Regions from separate parts of the Mus musculus genome. Here region 1 is linked to region 2. A link is a contact called in public HiChIP or PLAC-seq data. All regions are on one chromosome and are shown on one strand. The core of a region is the stretch at or near the end of the contact, and the rest is flanking DNA. Distances in the headings are between cores, read along the strand shown. Region 1 has its middle 31 kb from the start of Mapk6. Region 2 holds the start of Tmod3 (tropomodulin 3).

Region 1 (4,670 bases), core at 1,474-3,973, 180 kb after region 2:
GGCTTAAGTAAGGGTCCAGAGGTATATAACATATATAATAAACAGTTTCAGTAAGGTGGTGTGATCATTTACATATATGTTCAAGGGAGTGGCACTATTAGGTGTGGCCCTGTTGGAGTAGGTGTGTGACTATGAGTGTGGGCTTTAAGACCCTCATCCTAGCTGCCTAGAAGCCAGTATTCTGCTAGCAGCCTTCAGATGAAAATGTAGAACTCTCAGCTCTTTATGTACCATGTCTGCCTAGATGATAATGGACTGAACCTCTGGACCTGTAAGCCAGCTCCAATTAAATGTTGCCCTTTATAAGACTTGCCTTGGTCATTGTGTCTGTTCACAGCAGTAAAACCCTAACTAAGAAAGAAGTAGTCCTATTCATTATCGTTGCTTGGGCTCCAGTCTCTCTTTTAAGATAGTGGATAAGCTGTAATTCTGTCTCTCGGAGACAAACTCCCCTCCCCACCACACCATCCCTCAGGCCAGTGTCAGCCTTCAGCTTTTCCTTCTAGCAAGAGACAACTGAATATTCCAATTTTGGAGAGTTCATTGTTTCAATAGTCTGATAGATTATGTGTGCAAATATATCTTTAGAAATCTGTCCTGCCAGGACTGTTCATTCTTCCCAGAACAGATAGAAACACTGACTGTCTATACTAAGTAATCTTTCCACATTAGAACATCTTTTTTTTTTTAAGACTTATTGTTATATGTAAGTACACTGTAGTTCTCTTCAGACACACTGGAAGAGGTCAGATCTCATTACAGATGGTTGTGAGCCATCATGTGGTTGCTGGATTTGAACTCAGCAACTCTGGAAAAGCAGTCAGTGCTCTTAACCACTGAGCCATCTCTCCAGCCCAGAACATCTTTATTTTCTTTTTTGAGACACGGTTTTTCTGTGTAGCCCTGGTTGTCCTGGAACTCACTCTGTAGACCAGGCTGGCCTTGAACTCAGAAATCTGCCTGCCTCTGCCTCCCAAGTGCTGGGATTAAAGGCGTGTGCCACCACTGCCCAGCCAGCCCAGAACATCTTATCTTGATGGTCAGGGCTTTCTGCTGTAGCTCTGGGCTCACTTTCTATCCTTTCTCACCAACCCAGACTCTTGCTTGAAACAGTTCTATGTGGGCAGCCTTCTACCCCCAAAGGCCAGCCTGATTTACATCCACTTTCCAGGTTTGCCAAGAGCAGTCTGCTTTGTCCCTAAGCCCCAAACAAACCTATTCATCAGGAAGTCAAAGCCTGGGATCAGGAGCCAAAGCCTCCCTTCTCTAGCCTTGGGTAAGCATTCTATTCCTTCTCTAGAATCCACGCCTGATCCGTCTGTAGGTTCTGTGGCAATAGCAAGAATCAGCCTCTCACCACCTCCCTAGCTTTGGCCACTGTAAGTTGCAGCTTGCCCTTAGGGATTTGACCACCACCCTGACAGACTCCCTGCTGCTCCCTTATCCTCAATTCACAACTAAAATGCACCATCATAATCTAGCACTCAGCCATTTGTCTGCTTCAGCCTCCCAAGTGCCAGGATTATAGGTATGAACTTCCACGCCCAGGCAGATTGAGCCCTTTTTAATTTTTAAAGATTATTAATAAAATATTATTTATAAATTTGTGTGAGAGTGTGAGTGTGTGTGTGTGTGTGTGAGTGTATGTGTTTGTGTGTGAGTGAGTGAGTGAGAGAGTGTGTGTGTATGTGTGTGAGTGAACGAGAGAGAGTGTGTATGTATGTGTATGTGTGTGTGTGAGAGAGAGAGAGAGAGAGACTGTGTGTGTGTGTTTGTGTGTGTGAGAGAGAGTGTGTGAGTGTGTGTGTGTGTATGTGTGTGTGTGAGAGAGAGTGTGTGTGTGTGTGTGTGTGTGTGTGTGTGTATGTGTGTGTATGTGTGTGTGTGTGTATGTCTTGCTCCTGAGAAGGCAGAAGAGGCGTTAGGTGCCCTGGAGTTGCTGGCATGACAGGCAGTTGTAAACTACCTGATATGGTTGTTGGGAACTGAACCCAGGCCTTCTGTAAGAGCAGCACGCACTCTTAACTGCTGCATCATCTCTGCAGCCCACAGGCTGATGCTCTAAAACTGTTAGACTGCCTCACCCCTTGAGCACAGCATCTAACCGACTCTCCTGCTAATGCACAGAAGCCTGGGAGGGGCACATCCCTCTCCCCCACTCCTCAGTCTACATCACATGGCTCCTGCACTCTGGCCCTGACTGATTTCCTGGCTTTACCCACTGCCTGGGAAGTTCCAGGGACAGAGGTGTGTTACTGTCCCTCTCTTTATTAATCTTGCACCAGGGCCTAGCCTGGTGAGCCCATCACCTGATCTTCCCCTCCACACACCATCCCCAAACCCCAGATCTAGTCTGGGGCCCATATCCAGTACCTGGCCTAGTCTGGACAGTCCCCAACACTCAGCTTTTGACCAGGAGGCACATTGTACCTGCCAGCACAGGCTCCCCTCCTACCACTTGACTTCATACCACGCTGGCGTATCTAACCTCCAAACCCAGTCCTACCGGCACATCTTGAGCTATGGCCAAGCTTGATGTATCTCTCTGATTCAATCCTATGCATATGCTCTCAGATTCCCAGGTAGAGCCTGGGTCTGCTCTACCCATATCATCATACCCAACTGCCAGGATTTGGCCATGACACATATCCTGCCTACCCGCCCAGCCCAGCCCAGCCCAGCCCAGCCCAGCCCAGCCCCACCTTCCACCACACAACTTTGGCCTGTGTCACAACCAACCTCCAGGACTAATGGGAGCCAATACATCTTACACTGCAGCCCAGCCTGGTGACTCCATAACTGACACAGAACAAACAAAAGATGTCTGCATGCCCAGGCGTCATTGAAAAAACAAACACTATAAAAGATCAAGACAGTATGTGCCCCTCCCCCAATCCCCCAATCCTGTAGAATTACCTAGATGAACCCAAGAGCACAGAACCTAAAAGAATACTCATAAGCTTCAAAGAAGTCAAGGAGTGCAAAGATAACACAAGGAGTTCAATGAACTTAAAGAAAATGTAATAAAAGAATAAACATTGAGAGCTGGAGAGATGGCTCAGTGGGTAAGAGCACTGACTGCTCTTCCAAAGGTTCTGAGTTCAAATCCAGAAACCACACGGTGGCTCACAACTATCTGTAATGAGATCTGATGTCCTCTTCTGGTGTGTCTGAAGATAGCTACAGTGTACTCATATAAATAAAATAAATCTTAAAAAAATAGGTCTTACATGATCTTAAAATATTTTTTAAAAAAAAACATTGAAATGATGCCCAAGAAAACACAAACATAATTCTGAATGAAATGACAATCTAGAATTTGAAAACAGAATCCAATAAAGAGAAATATCGATGAGCACATAGGCTGGGATGAAGATGGAATTAAAATACCCCAACTAGAAAAATCAAGGGAAGCCCTTACAAGTAGAGTGGATCAAATAGAAGATAGACTATTAGGACTTGAAGATCCAGTAGAAGAATCAGACCACACAAACAAAGATTATGAAACACATACTTGGTGGGGTGAGGCGGGGCTGGGATATGCAGGAACTATGGAATGCCATGCAAAGACTAGATCTTCAGATTATAGGTATGGATGAAGTAGAAGAGTTCTAAGTCAATGGAATAAACAGATTTTCAACAGGTTCATAAAAGACTTCCTCAAACTAACAGAAGACATACCCATACAGATGCAAGGAGTGCATAGAACATCACATCAACTACGTGAGACCAGAAAAACTCCCCAGGGCATTTCACAGTTAAAACACTATGTAGACAACAGAGTATTGAAAATGGCTAGGGAAAAAAATGTAAGTCATATAAAAAAGAATAACTTGGTTTTTTGAGACAGGGTTTACTCTATATAGCCCTGGCTGTCCTGGAACTCACTCTGTAAACCAGGCTGTCCTTGAACTCAGAAATCCACCTGCAGAGCCTCCCAAGTGCTGGGATTAAAGACATACGCCACCGCTGCTTTTGTTTGGTTTTTGAGACAGGGTTTTTCTGTGTAGAGATGGCTATCCTGGGATTCACTCTATAGACCAGTCTGTCTTTAAACTTACAGAGATCTGCTTCTGCCTCCTGAGAGCTGGGATTAAAGGTGTGTGCCACCACTGTCTGGCAACATCTTTTAAAAGATTTATTATGAATACAGTGTTCTGTCTGCATGTATGCCTACAGGCCAGAAGAGGGCATCAGATCTCATTACAGATGGTTGTGAGCCACCATGTGGTTGCTGGGAATTGAACTCAGGACCTTTGGAAGTGCAGTCAGTGCTCTTAACCGCTGAGCCATCTCTCTAGCCAAACATCTGGCTTCTTAATAGAAATGTTGAAAGCTAGAAGATCTTGAAGCAATGCATTCCACGTTATAAGAGACCACAGCTACTAGCTTGGACTGTTGTACCTAGCAAAACTATCTGCCATAGTTAGAGAAAGGAAAAAAAAATGGTAAAAAAAAGCTTAAAAGAATCCATACCCAGAATATTGGAAGCAATTCTCCAGCCTGAAGAGAGGAATAAGTATAGCCAAGGTGCTGTAGAAAGAAAACAAAGATGTAACCACCAAAACAAAGTATGACTAAGAACATAAACAGTGCCGGGCATGGTGGTTGGATCCCACTGAATCCCAGCACTCGGGAGGCAGAGGCAGGCAGATTTCTGAGTTCAAGGC
Region 2 (4,772 bases), core at 1,674-4,173:
GAGTGAGTATGTGCTTCATTTTTGATCTATAATTAGTAACTGGTCATTTGACTTTATGCAAATTAACTCTCAATTCTTCATTTTTTATTTTCACATTTAAAACCTGAGGATATTAGTTCTGTCTTTATAGGGTTGTTTCGAAGTTCCATGAGATATTACGAATGCTGGTCAGTGCTTGGTGTGTATTGGATATTCAATAAATATTAATTCAACCTGGGCATTGTAGGAAAATTCTTTCAGAAACAAGCTCCTGAATATTTTAATTTATGAGATTTCTCTTAGCCAGGTAGGTGGTTGCACACCTGTAATCCTAGCCCTGGGAGACTAAGAGAGATTTCTTTGTGGCCAGCCTGGTCTAATAGGGAGTGTCAGAGCAGCCAGATTATGTAGCAAGACCTTGTCTCAAATGAATACACAAATTATAAATATATATATATGTCTTAGTCAGGGTTTCTATTCCTGCACAAACATCAAGACCAAAAAGCAGTTGGGGAGGAAAGGGTTTATTCAGCTTACACTTCCATACTGCTGTTTATCACCAAGGAAGTCAGGACTGGAACTCAAGCAGGTCAGGAAGCAGGAGCTGATGCAGAGGCCATGGAGGGATGTTCTTTACTGGCTTGCTTCCCCTGGCTTGCTCAGCCTGCTCTCTTATAAAACCAAGACTACCAGCTCAGGGATGGTCCCACCCACAAGGGGCCTTTCCCACTTGATCACTAATTGAGAAAATGCCTTATAGTTGGATCTCATGGAGGCATTTCCTCAACTGAAACTCCTTTCTCTGTGATAACTCCAGCTGTGTCAAGTTGACACACAAAACCAGCCAGTACTACATATATATATATGTATGTATGTATGGAGGGGGGGGGACAGACAGAGATGGGAGGGAAGGAGGGACAAAGAAAGAAGATATAGAAGAAGAAAGAGAGGAGAGGAGGGAGAGAAAAGAGTGGAGGGAGGGAAGGAGGGAGGGAGGGAGAGAGAGAGAGAAAGAGATTGAGATTTTCCAGATTATCCGTGATATTCAGTGAGTGTCAGCAGCACAAATCCGGAGTGTTTACTTAACCAGGGGTGCTCCCGCCCTGAGAGGAAGAAGTAGATGCCAGAAATAGATGCCAGGAGAAACTAACCATTGGGTGACTCCCTATTCTGGGTGTAACTGGAATGTACCTCAAGCATGCTCTCCAGTCCTCTTCTGGGCTGCTTTTTTTCTTTTTTTTTTTTTTAATTATCAAGATAGAACACGATTCCTACCCATGCTGATGTCCGTGCTGATGCTCATGATGATGCCTGTGCCCCGTGCCGATGCCCGTGCTGATGCCCATGCCCCGTGCCGATGCCCATGCTGATCTCCATGCCGATGCCCATGCCCCATGCTGATGCCCATGCAGATGCCCATGCTGCTGATGCCCGTGCCAATCATGCCCATTATGCAGAACATCATTAAACGGTCCTCCAAGGTCATCTTCACCTAACTCCATCCCCTCCTTTCCCTCCTTTGACTAGTTGCTTCTCCAGTTTACTCTCTCTCACATTAGCCTAATCGCACTGCCTGTTGTAGAACACAAAGTTGGAACGGGAAGATGGGATGGAGCAGGAAAATGGGCACATGCTGTCTACCAGGTGATTAGAAACAGCATCTGTTAAAAACCACTGCCTTGCTTGGACCCATAAGATAACTAAAAACAGAGTAACCCCTAACATCTATGCTTTCATTTTGTGTCTGCCTTCCTGTTTTGGGTTGCCTAGGTACCTCTGCATGTGGACATATTTACCATTCAAGGACTTCTCTCATGGTCCTTCAGGATAAAGGCATAAAACTAAAGTATGAGAGACATCTTAGAGTCAGCTTTTACAATTACTCCTCAAAGGCACCTGTGGTCACTTTGGATTCCATGAAAATGGTCAGTTACCCATCCCATCCATGGTGGGGAGGATGCATCTTGGAACATGAGCACTTATCCTCTGAGAATGACATTGCCCCCTCAGGCAAAAGGGACTCTTGGGAACAACTTGCAGAACCAGTCTTAAAGAATGACCAGCCAGGACACATTGTGACCAGGATTGCTCAATTATACATACAAGAATGCTTCCTGCCCCAGTTGCTCTGCTTAAATCTAAAGCTCATATGGGCTTATTGACTTCTTTATCTGATCCTTTCCTAGGTGTGTGCATTAATGAAATATATCTCTGCTTCTCACCTTTACTCCTTTGTTTAGTTAGAGGCACCACACCTTGGTGCGATTTATGACCTTTTCTGCCATAAATTGCTTTAAAAAGACAAAACAAAACAAAACAAAACAAAACAAAACCCAAACCAAAAAAACCTCATGTAGCCCAGACTGGCCTTGAACTCTGTATGTAACTGACTGATAAACTTCTGGTACCCCTCCCTCTGCTTCAATTGCTGGGATCTGAGATTACAGGCATGTAACACCACATCCAATTTATACATTATTTGGAATTAAATCTAGGGCTTTGTGTATGCTTGTGTAAGCACCCTACCAACTGTGCTACGATCCCAGTTCCTTAGCTTTTATCTGTCTTCCATGACAAGTTTGAAAGGCTTTCCCATTATCACGCTCTCCCATTAGTAACCAAGGGATTAAGAAAAGCCTTACTCTGTATTATTTGTTTACAAAAGGCCCACCATGCAAGAAGGAAATGTATTACCCAAAAAAAAAAAAAAAAAAAAAAAAAAAGCCTATAGATAGGCTTTCTACCTTCCAGAGGGTCACGGGCAGGTACATATACAGGAGCAGAAAGCATTTTTCTCAGCCTAGTGTCTGTACCCTCTTATAACAACACCCTTCCCATTGTAAAGGACCAGGTCCGTATGTATGGAGCCGCACCCTTCTCCCTTGAACTACAACTCCCAGCATGCAGTCTGCCCCACGAGTACGCACGCGCGTGGGAGGGGACAGTGAAGGGGAACCAGCAATACAGACAGCGCGGTCGGGTTTAGGGGCAGCTGGCGGGAGGATTCGGCAACTCCCTGAACTTGAGGCACCGCGGAGTGTGGGCGCCGGGAAGAGCGATTCAAACCTTGCGGACTGTGCAGTGGGTCGGCGGCCAGACAGGTGAGTTCAGCCCAGTGCTTTCCAGGAAGTCCGTCGGCGGGCGCGGCAGCGGGTCGCTCCGGCCTGGGCGACTAAGAAGGGAGCGGCTGTGCTTCCTGCGCCTTGCCCGCGGGCCTCGCTAGAGAGCAGAGGGTGCCGGGCCGTTCTGGGACGGCGAGCTGTGCTGGGTGTCGCCCGCGGCCAGGCGCGCAGGCTCTGGGCTGGGGTTGAGTCACTTGTGGCCGGCCAGCAGGGGTTCGGAACCGGCCGCCTGGGATTCGGGGCCGCCACTAGTATTTGAGACCGGTCTCCTGGAGTTCGGGACTGTCTACGTAGGGTTTGGGGTTTGGCTGTCTGGGTTTGGGACCGGCCGGTGCTCCGGAACCGGCGTAGCTGGGAAGCTGTCTGAGAAGCGCCTTGCCTTGCCGCCCCTCTACCCCAGCCTTCATCTCGCTGCCTGGCTGTTGTTGGATGAGAGGAAACCCACAAAACTTGGGACACACCCTTTTTGTGATTGAAATCTGGTGTCTTGCATTGGCCATTTTGCTTATCTGCTCTGCCCTGCCTTAGAATAAGTTTCTGGCTCCTGTGCAGCACAGCTGGGGCCAGCTGTGAAGCTGATGCGGGTTTGTTTTGAGGACGTGACTGGGTCGTTGTATCTTCGCTTACAGAAGTTGATGCGTTTCCTCCGCAAGTCTGCATTCTGATTACAAACAGAAATGGGAAACAGCCCCAATTTTTACTTTCCTTTTCTTTCTCGACTCTTTCCCTCTCTCTTCTCTGTTTAAGAATCCCCTTTCCCCTTTCGAATCCTACCACACACACACCCCACCCACGTTCCCTTTCTACTCTCCCATCCAACCCACCCCCCTCTTTCTTGTCTTCTAAGAATCACATTCCCAACTTGACCTCTGCTTCTCTTTAAAAAAAAAAAAAAAAAAAAAAAAAAACCCAAAAACCACAGTCATCTCTTTGGTAATGAACACTGCAGTAAAACTTATCCCAGGAGGTCATACTTAAACAGGAAATGAGCCTGTGGAGATTTGCTGGCTATGAGCAGTCTTCTTTGGTTTCTGACATTTAGTGCAGTTCATGTTTCTTTTTCTGAAAAACTTCGGAATAGGTTTTTTTTTTTGCATATTAAATTGATTAATCAATTGACCTGTCATTATTTTAGAAGAATAGCTTTGCTCAGACTCCTTTTTATTAGTTCTCTTCCTAGTCCTGGTCACACATTTTATACACATATATATCTCTTTTTGATATTTTGAGCTGTGTAGCTCAGGCTGGCCTTTAAGCCTCAGCTTCCCAGTACTTGAATTACAGACGGAGCCACCGAGTCTGGCCATGTCTATAATGTATTAAGAGCTGACAGTAGGGCCAGGAGAGAAGGCTCAGAAGGTGAGAACACACACTGAATCCCATCTCTGGTTCTACACGTGCCATCCATCATATTCCAATCTTAAACGACCTTGCCTTGCATCTCTCAGCATTTGTAGTTTATCTTAGAATGAGGTTGGTGGTAGCCAGGTAACCCATGATCATCCTATCCTTCTATGGTGTATGTGTGTTCAGGTCTTTGCATGCTCTTGTGTGTTCACATGTATGAACATGCATGTGGAAGCCTGGAAGTTGATGTCATATCCTCCTGGATCATATCCACTGAACCATATCCCTATTATCATTAAAGAATTAATCCATTTGGAAAACCAT

What was found. HiChIP or PLAC-seq counts read pairs in DNA pulled down with a chosen protein or histone mark.
Region 1: a FOXA1 HiChIP or PLAC-seq map of pancreatic cancer cells shows a contact between it and region 2. The contact joins the enhancer-like site here to the promoter of Tmod3 in region 2. A contact is called at or near these places in 5 of 39 promoter capture datasets (the 3T3-L1 cell line, erythroid cells, liver and 1 more), 9 of 484 Hi-C or Micro-C datasets (B cells, the C2C12 cell line, bone marrow-derived macrophages and 5 more), 1 of 115 datasets of contacts at active chromatin or transcription factors (pancreatic cancer cells) and 1 of 9 other capture datasets (liver).

The regions. Positions count from the first base shown.
Region 1 is chr9:75,377,029-75,381,698 of GRCm38.p6, reverse strand. No RefSeq gene overlaps it. Among named protein-coding and RNA genes, the nearest start is that of Mapk6, 31 kb to the left of the region's middle. Within about 2 kb of position 2,723, at least 32 of the 459 cell types and tissues checked have an H3K27ac peak or open chromatin away from gene starts, as enhancers often do. A contact at or near this core is called in pancreatic cancer cells, where this site is marked.
Region 2 is chr9:75,557,808-75,562,579 of GRCm38.p6, reverse strand. It overlaps Tmod3 (tropomodulin 3), which reads left to right and starts at 2,923. Exons shown (of 10, transcript NM_016963.2): 1 at 2,923-3,080.